Linked DNA regions of Zea mays: region 2 is linked to region 1. The links are chromatin contacts, called in public Hi-C maps. All regions are on one chromosome and are shown on one strand. The core of a region is the stretch at or near the end of the contact, and the rest is flanking DNA. Distances in the headings are between cores, read along the strand shown.

Region 1 (4,921 bases), core at 1,487-3,986:
AACCAAGCAATGGCGCCGTAGAAAATTTCAGTTTTGTGGCGTGTTACCCTACCTCCGTTTCTTTTTTATTTCCGTTTCTTTTTTATTTGTCGTGGTTTAGTTTAAAAACAAACTAGCAAACGATAAATAATCGGTAGAAATGGATGGATGCACGAGCGAAACCTTTGGCGAAGAGAGTGTACTAATCTGAAAGGTGGAATTTGTCCGTACAAGATAACAAGAAGGAAGGCATTGTAAAGATCGCCGGCTCTCACGAAAAGAACGCTATCCGAAAGCTAGCTAAGCTAGAGATGCGGATTCTCGTACTACATAGGGTGATAATGGATCATAGTTCAAATGATTTTTCACAAAATATCAAGATCCTAAATAAATTTTGGTTCAAAAATAAATTGAAATAAATTGATTTTTACTGCGAGTCAAGAGTCAAGACTTGTGAATGGACTCGGCGCGCTACAGCATTATCGTTATGATGTCGATGTGGTCAGGTCACTGAATACTCAGCTACACACAGAAGGAGAGCACAACGCATGCAATGACTGACAGGCTGTTTTGTGACATTAGGTCACTGCAAAAGGTAGTGCCAAGCCTGCTGCGATGATCAACAGCATGTCGTCCACATAATAATCTAGATAATCAAGGATATAGTAACACCAAAGTTGCCAGGGCTTGTCAAGCACACATCTCCTGTACAAAATCTGCATGCAGAGTACGAGCCTCGTATCCATGCAAGATGATATGTAGCTTCCCAGCCTGATAAGAGTCAGCTAGTCCTACCGCAAGGCAGATAACCTACAGGGCTGAGAGATAAGAGAAACATGTTAGTAGCAGTGTGCATTGTAACCTCCCTACTACACCCATGACAAGGCAGTGATAATTTGATCTAGAAGCAAGCAAAAATATTTGATGCAGCGGTAATACCTACTGATTGTCGTATCCATCCACTTCAATCTACTTCTGCAAGCATGTGCCCACAACCTACTCAACAATAAGAGGGGAAAAAGAGAAGTTTCTTTTTTAGCAGACACCAAACAACATCACTTCACATTTCACAAGATAAGAAGGAAAAAAAAGGTGCTTTCTTTCACAAGCAATGGTCTCAATTAATAGAATCTGATTTCACAGTGTTTACCAATGCATTCAGGACGTCAGGTTCCCCTACTGTTGATTGGCTTCTATGCCGCTTGTTATCAGAAGTGAAATGTTTTTTTTAACCACAATTGCTTGCAGTTTTATTTCATCTTTCAAAGAAGATTATGGAACAAATACAGGCAACCTCCTTGGCATACACATGACTGACGAAAATTAATGCCAACCAACTTCTCCAATGATAGAAAAGGCAACAAATCCACAGGGCATGGCGCTCTTAATCACGAGTAGGTTGGTTTAAGAATAAACATGCAGCATACACAGCTAATTGTACAATCAACAGGGATCGCATTTAATCATGATGGTTTATATGGCTGTTATTATGATCCTGACACATTATCGTCATTGTTGCTACTTATTACCGTGGAAAAGTCAGCAGTCTTAACAGACTGAAAGGTGCAATGCTATCGCCACATTGTGATGCTTACAGACCTGTGAAATATGATCTTTAATCTTCACGCTGATGGATTCATCCAACGCCCTCTCGGCAAGCTCGTACATCACGAAATGACCTTCCGGTCCAGCAATTTTCTCCTTCAGCAAGTACCTGCATCAATGGAACCGATGAAGCAACCGAATTCTTTGCAATGGACTACAGCTTCCAGAGCGCGCACCGGGACCAACCTTTGCTGCACTAGGTGTTCGAGCGCCTGCTTATTGTTGCCAAGAACAAGGTGAGCTTCATCAGTCTCGTTCAAACCCACCCGCTTCAACTGATGCCAGAGGTCCTCTAAAATGGGATCCGAAAGAACTTGGGAACATCAGAGGAGGATGTTTTCCTAACCAAAGGATATGTTTTGATCCCCTTTTCCTTACCTTCGGGCATTTTGCCACCAGCAAGATGAATAATGCCAATGACAGCGAAAGCGAAGCCGGACAGATGGGCGGCGGCCTTGTCCTCGACGTACTTGCTGTACACCTCAGGGTCTAACATGCTGACCAGAACATAGCTCTTGGCATCCGCGTTAACTAAAGACATTTCCCACACATTCTACCAGTCATTGCCAGCCCGTAACCGCTGTGGTTGACATACAGAGGAAAGGAACAAAATAATAATAAACGAGAGAGAGAGAAAAAAAGGACGCCTTACACTGCCGCTGTGCCGGCCGGCCAGAGCGCGTGGCCGGCGCGCGGGTCCTTTGTAGCTCCCTCATCTCGTAGCCGAAGGTTGCGGCGAGCCTCTCCTTGGCCTCGTTGATGACCAGCGTGGGCAGCGCGCGCTGGCGGTAGTTCTTGGTGATGATCCCGGTGAGCTCCTCCCGCTTGATGGGGCAGTCGGAGCTCTGGTGCGTCTTGAAGAGCACGTAGCGCATCACCTCCGCCACCAGCTTGTCCTTCTCCTGCAGGAAGGGTGGGTCAGACAAACCGTCGAACACCTCGCGGGTGGGCGTTCCGCAGCGCGGAGGGTCGACGCGGCATGACGTTGCGTACCTCCTTAGAGATGTCGATCTGGGCGAGCTCGTCGCTGGTCGCCATCGGGAGAGCGCGGCGACGGGTGTTCTTGGCAGGTGTCGCCGCCCTAGGATGCGTGGAAGAGGAGACGTCGCTTGGTTGGCGGCGGGAACGAATCGAGGGTCGAGGAGAGTGTGGAATTTGCGCGCGCGCTTGGGCGGATTGGGTGTTGCGTGTTGGCGCCACCGAAGTAGAGGAAGCTTACCTGGGCCTGGCTGTCTGTTGGGCCATATATGTAAGGCACAATTTAGAGGCCTTTTGGGCTTGGACGAAGGTGTCTCAGTCTTCTTTTTACTTCTCTTTTCTTCAATTTAATAATAATACCGACTTGTCTCAACAAGATTCAATTTCCTCAAAAAGAATCAGATAACCGAATTTAGGCATTAGAAACTAATACACTTTCTTCCAGTTTGTACCATAATTCTAGCGTAGATTGTGAACAACAATTTTAGCGTAGAAATTGGAGCAAACAGTCTCAAACGCCGGCATTCTTGCCACTCTCCTTGCCGTTGTCTTGTGTGTGTCGCGGGGCCCAGAACCTGAGCCTGAGCTCCCGGCGCTCGAGCATCTTCTCCACCTCCTCGATCGGGAGACCCTTGGTTTCCGGCACGCAGACGAGCACGAAGGCGAGCGCGGCCACGGACAGGCCCCCGAAGATGAGGAACGTCCACGACGTCCCGATGGCCTCCGTCAGCGACAGGAACGACTGCGCCACGGCCAGGTTGGACACCCAGTTGGCGGTGGCCGCCGCGCCGCCACACACGCCGCGGTACCGCAGCGGGTAGATCTCCGAGTTGACGATCCACGGCACCGTGCCCATGCCGGGGGAGAAGAAGATGATGTAGAGCGCCAGGCCCAGCAGCGCCAGCCAGCCGTACCGGCTCGGGCACCCGCGGGTGTACCACAGCCGGCCCTCGCCGTGGCACGCGTCGCGCACCGTGTTGTTGGACACCAGGCACGCGCCCGGGAGGAGCCTGCCGGCGCCCGACGCGCAGAAGCCGCACTCGCTCGAACCCGCGGCCGCCTTGAGGCACCGGGTGCAGTCCCAGGACGCCCCGCCGCTGGCCGGCGACGACGGGCGGTAGGACGGACACGTCAGCGAGGCGTCGAAGCGAGCGGTCTCGGTGGCGCTCACGGCCGGGGAGTGGGACGCGGTCTCGTGGAACACGGCCGTGAGCACGCCGAGCGAGAGGATGACGCCCACGAGGCTGATGACCAGCAGCTTCCTCCGCCCCGTGCGGTCGATGAAGTAGATGCTGACGACGGAGCCGAGCGCGTTGAGGCCCGAGGTGACGAGCGACAGCGCCAGCGCCGTCTGGTTGGACGCGAACCCAGCCAGCTGCACGATCGTCGGGCTGTAGTACATCACCGTGTTGATGCCCACCAGCTGCTGGAACACCTGCAGCCCCACGCCGGCCACCAGCCCCCGGCGCACCGTCGCCGTCCGCACCAGCGCCACCAGGCTCAGCTTCTCCGACGACCCACGCTCCGCCGCCACCGACTCCTTCAGCTCCTCGATCTCCCGCTCCACCTCCTCCGCCGAGTAGATCCGCCGCAGGATCGCCTCTGCTTCTTCCGCCCTCCCCTGTTTCATTCCAGTTCGTCGTAGGCTCGTAGCCAACCAAAAAAAAAATGGACAGAAGAAAAGAAGAGTAGGCGAATTGGATGGATGGATACCTGTCTGTAGAGCCAGCGCGGGGATTCAGGCAGTGCGAGCATGAGGCCGAACTGGACGACGGCGGGGAGCGCGGCGACGCCGAGCATCCACCTCCACGTCCCCGGCGCCTTGGTGAAGGCGAGGTTGATGAGGTAGGCCAGGAACTGGCCGCCGGTGATGAGGAAGCCGTTGGTGCTGACGAGCGCGCCGCGGATCCTGGCGGGCGACGCCTCGGAGATGTAGAGCGGGGAGGTCATGGAGGCCATGCCGACGCCGAGGCCGACGAAGACGCGGCCCACCACGAGCTGCGCGGGGCGCGTGGCCGACGCCATCACCGCCGCGCCCGCGAAGAAGAGGGAGTCGGCCACCAGGATCGACGCCCGCCGCCCGAACCGGTCCGTGGTCCACCCGCCGATGGCCGCGCCGATGATCGCGCCGGCCACCGCCATGCTCACGATCATTTCCTGCATGGCATGGCGCGGTCATCAGTCAGCGTTGTTTGTTGTTTCTCGGCGCCCATCGGACGAGACTGATCCTTTTCCTTGTTGTTCTTTTGGCTCTTCTTACCTGAAGCCATGTGTTCCTGTCCACTGAAACGAAGTCGTCGCGGATGTAGAGCAGAGCTCCCGAAATGACACCTGCAGCACTCATCACACGCACGCACAG
Region 2 (4,921 bases), core at 1,337-3,836, 160 kb before region 1:
TTTTGTATTGTTCTCTGCAACGTAGACTGTACTATTTGAAAAATGAAGTTTGAGTATAGGTATAGTATAAGTAAGCTGCTGGAGATAGTAACCACAGTCACCAAATATGTGACTTTGAAAACACTGAATACCTCCATAGGTGTTTCCAAAGCCCGGCTGCTGCCAAGACGACCGTTGTGGCATAAGCCTCGAAGAAGTGTTGTTTACATTGGAAGAGACATTCCTCTTCGTCGCAGTAACATTTTTGCCAGGTTTAGCGGTACAGAAGCTTCAACAACTTCGCTGGTGCTTCCACCAGATGGGGACTTCAAAGTTTTTTTGAAGTAAACGGGGACTTCAAAGTTGCAGGACCAGATGCTCCTTCAGCTCGAGAACGCTCCCAAGGCTTTGGTGGTGAACCGCATTTAAAGTACAAGTTAATAGCATCAAAATCCATTCCTATCGGTGAAATCAAGGGTTATGTCAAGAACAATTCCAATAACTAACTAACTAACGGGCATAGCTGATGTACTGCCTACTCCCAAGCCATTGATTCAGTAGCAAAGCAAAGCATGCACACACAGCGGCTAAAATATTCTTGACCGCCATGCAATACACAGGAGCAAATAACTCCTATAAGAGCATAGCCAAAAGAGGCTCTAAACATGACCTTGTTTTAAAATATAAGGCTCGAGACCATTAAAAACATCCTCCAACAATGACCCTATTTTATGATGATCAGTAGCTGGTACGAAAGGATGATCAGCCACACTTGGACTGGAACATGGGCCAGACTCCTACATGAGGCAATCATGAGGAATTTTCCGCAATGGGCGAAAGCCTGACGGAGCAATGTCGTGTGGAGGTGGAAGGTCTACGGGTCGTCAACTTCTTTTCTCGAGAAAAATCACTAAATAATTATAGAGCTCGGTCTCACATGTCCTAAATATAGTACCCCATGTATGGGAGCTCTATCTCGTTTTCTCTTAATCTTCAACTATATATTTTCCTAATAACGTGATTTATTTCCTATGATTATTTAAGCCTTAACGGTTGGAGTGAAAATTTTAATTGAAGCCCTAAACATTTTTAGGGAAATAGAGCTCCTCGTTGGAGATGCTATGCCTGGACTTTCATTTGATTGGAGCTTTTAGGTTGTGTAATGAACACGAGCTGAATTCGCTACTGAACATCACCCCTCCACCATGGGGGAGAGGGGTAAAAAGGAGCCCGACCGACGCCCCCTCTCAGGTTGCATGAGAAATCGGGTCCCTGCGACCTCCCAAGGTACCAATCACTCGAAATCTTGGTGAGCGCTAGGTTTCAAGCCGACTCGAGTACTCCTATCGAGAAACTGTGCGCACAATGAGGATCTAGGGCTACATGAGACAGGGGAGGGGAAGTGGCGACGAACTTGACATGGCTATCCTGTCCTCCTCCTCTCTCTTCCCTCCTCCTCCACCAGGCCTGTTGAGTCTGGCCTTGGCCTGGTCGACGCGATAAATAATAGCATATTTGGTTGAGCTTTTTTCTGACCAACTTTTCTGAAAATCTGGCTGTGAGGAGAATCTAGCTGTATAGAGAATCTGAGTATCATTAGGATTACGTGCGGAGGAAGATAATCTGGCTGTGACGGATTCCTACTATTGCAATGACTCAACCGATTATGTGTTTACGTTGATTTTGAATGGTTTTTGCCCAAACGAATTGTATAGAAGCTGGCTGAAAAGCTGAGCGTTTGACAGTCCGCAACAGCTTTTAGTGGCCAGAAGCTGCAAAAAGCTGAAACAAACAGGGGATTGCGCTCTTCACGGGAAATTTCACCGGTTAGCTTCTTTCTCGCCACCACTCCATCTGCTGGCGATCCAACAACACGCCCCCGCCCTGTCCCCTCCAACCTTCCCTCCCGATCTGGTTGCACGCACACGCCCCGTTCCCTCCATCCTCTGCTTCACAATCCGTCTGCATGCTTCCACCCAGTTTGGATTTCGCGTTATGGTTCTCGTCGTTGGATCTACCACCACAGGAGACCTGGGAAGTTGTATCGTACGTCATGGATGACCAGACGGTTAGACATAGTGGCATACAGAGTGGACGACCCGAGACATGACAGACCATGGTGAGTATTGTCCATGTTGCCACAAAGACCGTGGCAGGACGCACCGTAGAGGGTGTGCCGCCACAGTGCCACTCTTCGAATTGCTGGGGCCAGATAGCCCGGGACTGTGCATGATGCTAACACAGCTACACATGTAGTGTCCAACAGACGCCCCGGATTGTATATACTCATGCTACTAGACATTGGAATCTTTTCAAGTCCCTTTACCTTGCCCTTACCATTATAATCAAATGGTATGCTCTCATATTTATTCTTGAGAAAGTAGTTCATTAGTGAAGTGCTGTCTGCTGTGTAACTGATACTAAATTTTGAGCCCAGAATGTGCACAGAATTTGACTAAATTTGGTCCAAAAATGTCTAATAAGTTTGGGTATTCAAATCAGAATAATACCCTTCACAAAAGTGGTCGCAGTAGGTAACGAGATCAAAATAAAGGACCCTTCTCGGTCGAGACTGTAGTATACCAAAAACCAAAGTAGCTGTCGTCACTGATGACCACAGGTGGCCGGCCGAACAAACCCTCGGCACGATCGCCTGCCTCCATAAATCTCCCTCTTCACTTCAGGCGAAAAGGATCAACCAAACCCTCTAATCCATTTCGGCATTTCCAACGCCTTCGCCCTACCAGCCACGTCGCTTCGAGGCCGATCGACCGAGCAGCTGGTGGCAATGGCGGCGGCGGCGGAGGTCGTGCTGCTGGACTTCTGGGTGAGCCCCTTCGGGCAGCGCTGCCGGATCGCGCTGGCGGAGAAGGGCGTGGCCTACGAGTACCGCGAGCAGGACCTCCTGGACAAGGGCGAGCTGCTCCTCCGCTCCAACCCCATCCACAAGAAGATCCCCGTCCTGCTCCACGCCGGCAGGCCCGTCTGCGAGTCGCTCGTCATCCTCCAGTACATCGACGAGGCCTGGCCGGACGTCGCGCCGCTCCTCCCCAAGGACGACCCCTACGCCCGCGCGCAGGCGCGTTTCTGGGCCGATTACATCGACAAGAAGGTGACTGCTTCCTGCTTGTCGGTTTCTATACGCATGCATGTCTCTTGTCTCCTTTCAGTTGTCTTGTAAGATGATTTTCTCACAAAAAAAAAAAGATTCTTGCTTCGGTTTCTATCGATCGAAAATCTAACTAGGGTGGTAAATCCATCGTTAGATCCATTACTAAATAATTATTCCGTCCTAAAATATTAACCGTTTTAGCATTTTAATATATTCATACAATACAATATTTAGTATATATATGTGTTATATATAGAGAGATTTATTAGCATACATACATTTGAATATATACATAAAATTTAAGGACTAAAATGGACCACCAGGCCCACAATTGCTTGGAAATGATTTAAATTTAGGAATATGACAAAATAAGCTGTAAAGCAGTCACCTTTCTAACTTTTATTAGGTACACTAGTGCTAGTTAGTTGGAAAATTGGTGCAACAACTATAGGTGCCTTGCCACTTCAGCAATGTTTCGGAACAATAAACATATATCCTGTGCGAAAGATCGCTGCTTTACTACGAGTGTAAGTGCGCCACGAATTTTTTTTTTGGCGAAGATCCCTACGAATGCTTACGAGAGACATTTATTCACCATCTCCGTTCTCCATAAGAATAAATCTCCAACAGTGTGATCCTCATTCTCACTTAAATTATATTTATTATCAATACAAAACATTGTCACTTATATATATTGTAGATATAAGAAATCACTATGTGTACAAAATGAACACATTTGTACGATAAGTGATCTCTTGGTAAGATAATTATTTATTTTTATCATTAACTAGTACACGAAAATATCGTTATATGCCAGTTTAACGGGTCTTCGTGGAGAATAGGGATGAGGAATGCTTTCTCGTTCCCGTTTATCCGTCGAAGGGGAGAAATTTCCGGTTTACATCTCTATCCCATGATGAAGGAATTTCCTGAGGAATCGTGGATGGGGCCATTGCTATCTCTACTTAGGTCCAATTATTTATTAGCACATCGGTGCTTGCAAGCGTCACCGTCGTATTTTTTGGAGTGAGGCTCTATTTGTTTATCCTATAAATTATATAATCTAGCTTAAATAAAGCCTCGTTTAGGAGGGCTCCCGGACGGCTCCGGCTTCAGCTCCTTGCCACAGCCCTTCTGAACGCAGCGCCAAAAAATGGCTCTAGAGCCCAAAATTTTGGCTGTGCACGGCTCCGCTCCGCATACGAGCGCGAAACTGCGCAGTTTGGGCCATCCGCCATCGTGCTTTTCTGGCCTACGAGTCTTTCTTGTCGCACTCCACAATCCACGGTCGTTTCTCTTCCACGAGTTCGTAGTTTGGTTTCAGTTTGGTAATAGTTTGACGCCTGAAGAAAGCCTGAATGAAGCAAAAAAAAAATCCTGCTACTTAACCTGCTAAGTAGTTTAAAAAAAAGATCCTGCTACTTAACCTGCTAAGTAGTTAAGTAGCAGTTCTAGATCAATGGTTTGGTGAAGGTTGCAGTTTGGTTGCATTATTTTCATTTCACCACTTATGTGAAGCTGTCTTTTTGTTTGATGAATCCTGCAATAGTTTGACGCCCTCCCTCTGCAAAAGTTTGGTGCTGCAATAGTTTGACGTTGTCACTGTTGTCTCAGTTTCAGTTCCGCTCAGTTCCTATTATTTCGGTTTCAGTTTAGCTTTAGGACAACTCAAACCATTGATCTATAATTTTTTGATTAGCCTCAAAAGGTTCAAATCGATACACCAAATCAAAAAATACATGAGGAGCCGTTTTGCCAAACGATTTGTAAAAGACACAGTCTTCTACGGAAGAGCTACTCTTTTAAAGGAGTTAGAGCCGGAGCCGTTTT

Evidence for each region. A called contact is a pair of places that touch in the nucleus more often than the background predicts.
Region 2: a Hi-C map of leaf shows a contact between it and region 1, with 2.3 times the contacts expected there. The contact joins the promoter of LOC541991 here to the promoter of LOC100194084 in region 1. A contact is called at or near these places in 8 of 25 Hi-C or Micro-C datasets (bundle sheath, ear, leaf and 2 more).

The regions. Positions count from the first base shown.
Region 1 is chr7:5,574,493-5,579,413 of Zm-B73-REFERENCE-NAM-5.0, reverse strand. LOC100194084 reads right to left here and starts at 2,736. Exons shown (of 7, transcript NM_001367045.1): 1 at 2,578-2,736; 2 at 2,237-2,486; 3 at 1,963-2,115; 4 at 1,771-1,876; 5 at 1,579-1,693; 6 at 919-975; 7 at 376-797. The coding sequence starts at 2,622. The coding sequence ends at 949. LOC100501657 reads right to left here. Exons shown (of 4, transcript NM_001323549.1): 2 at 4,823-4,893; 3 at 4,276-4,719; 4 at 2,929-4,183. The coding sequence ends at 3,074.
Region 2 is chr7:5,739,153-5,744,073 of Zm-B73-REFERENCE-NAM-5.0, reverse strand. It overlaps LOC541991 (glutathione transferase 6), which reads left to right and starts at 2,586. Exons shown (of 2, transcript NM_001153314.1): 1 at 2,586-3,091. The coding sequence starts at 2,768. It also overlaps the pseudogene LOC109940828.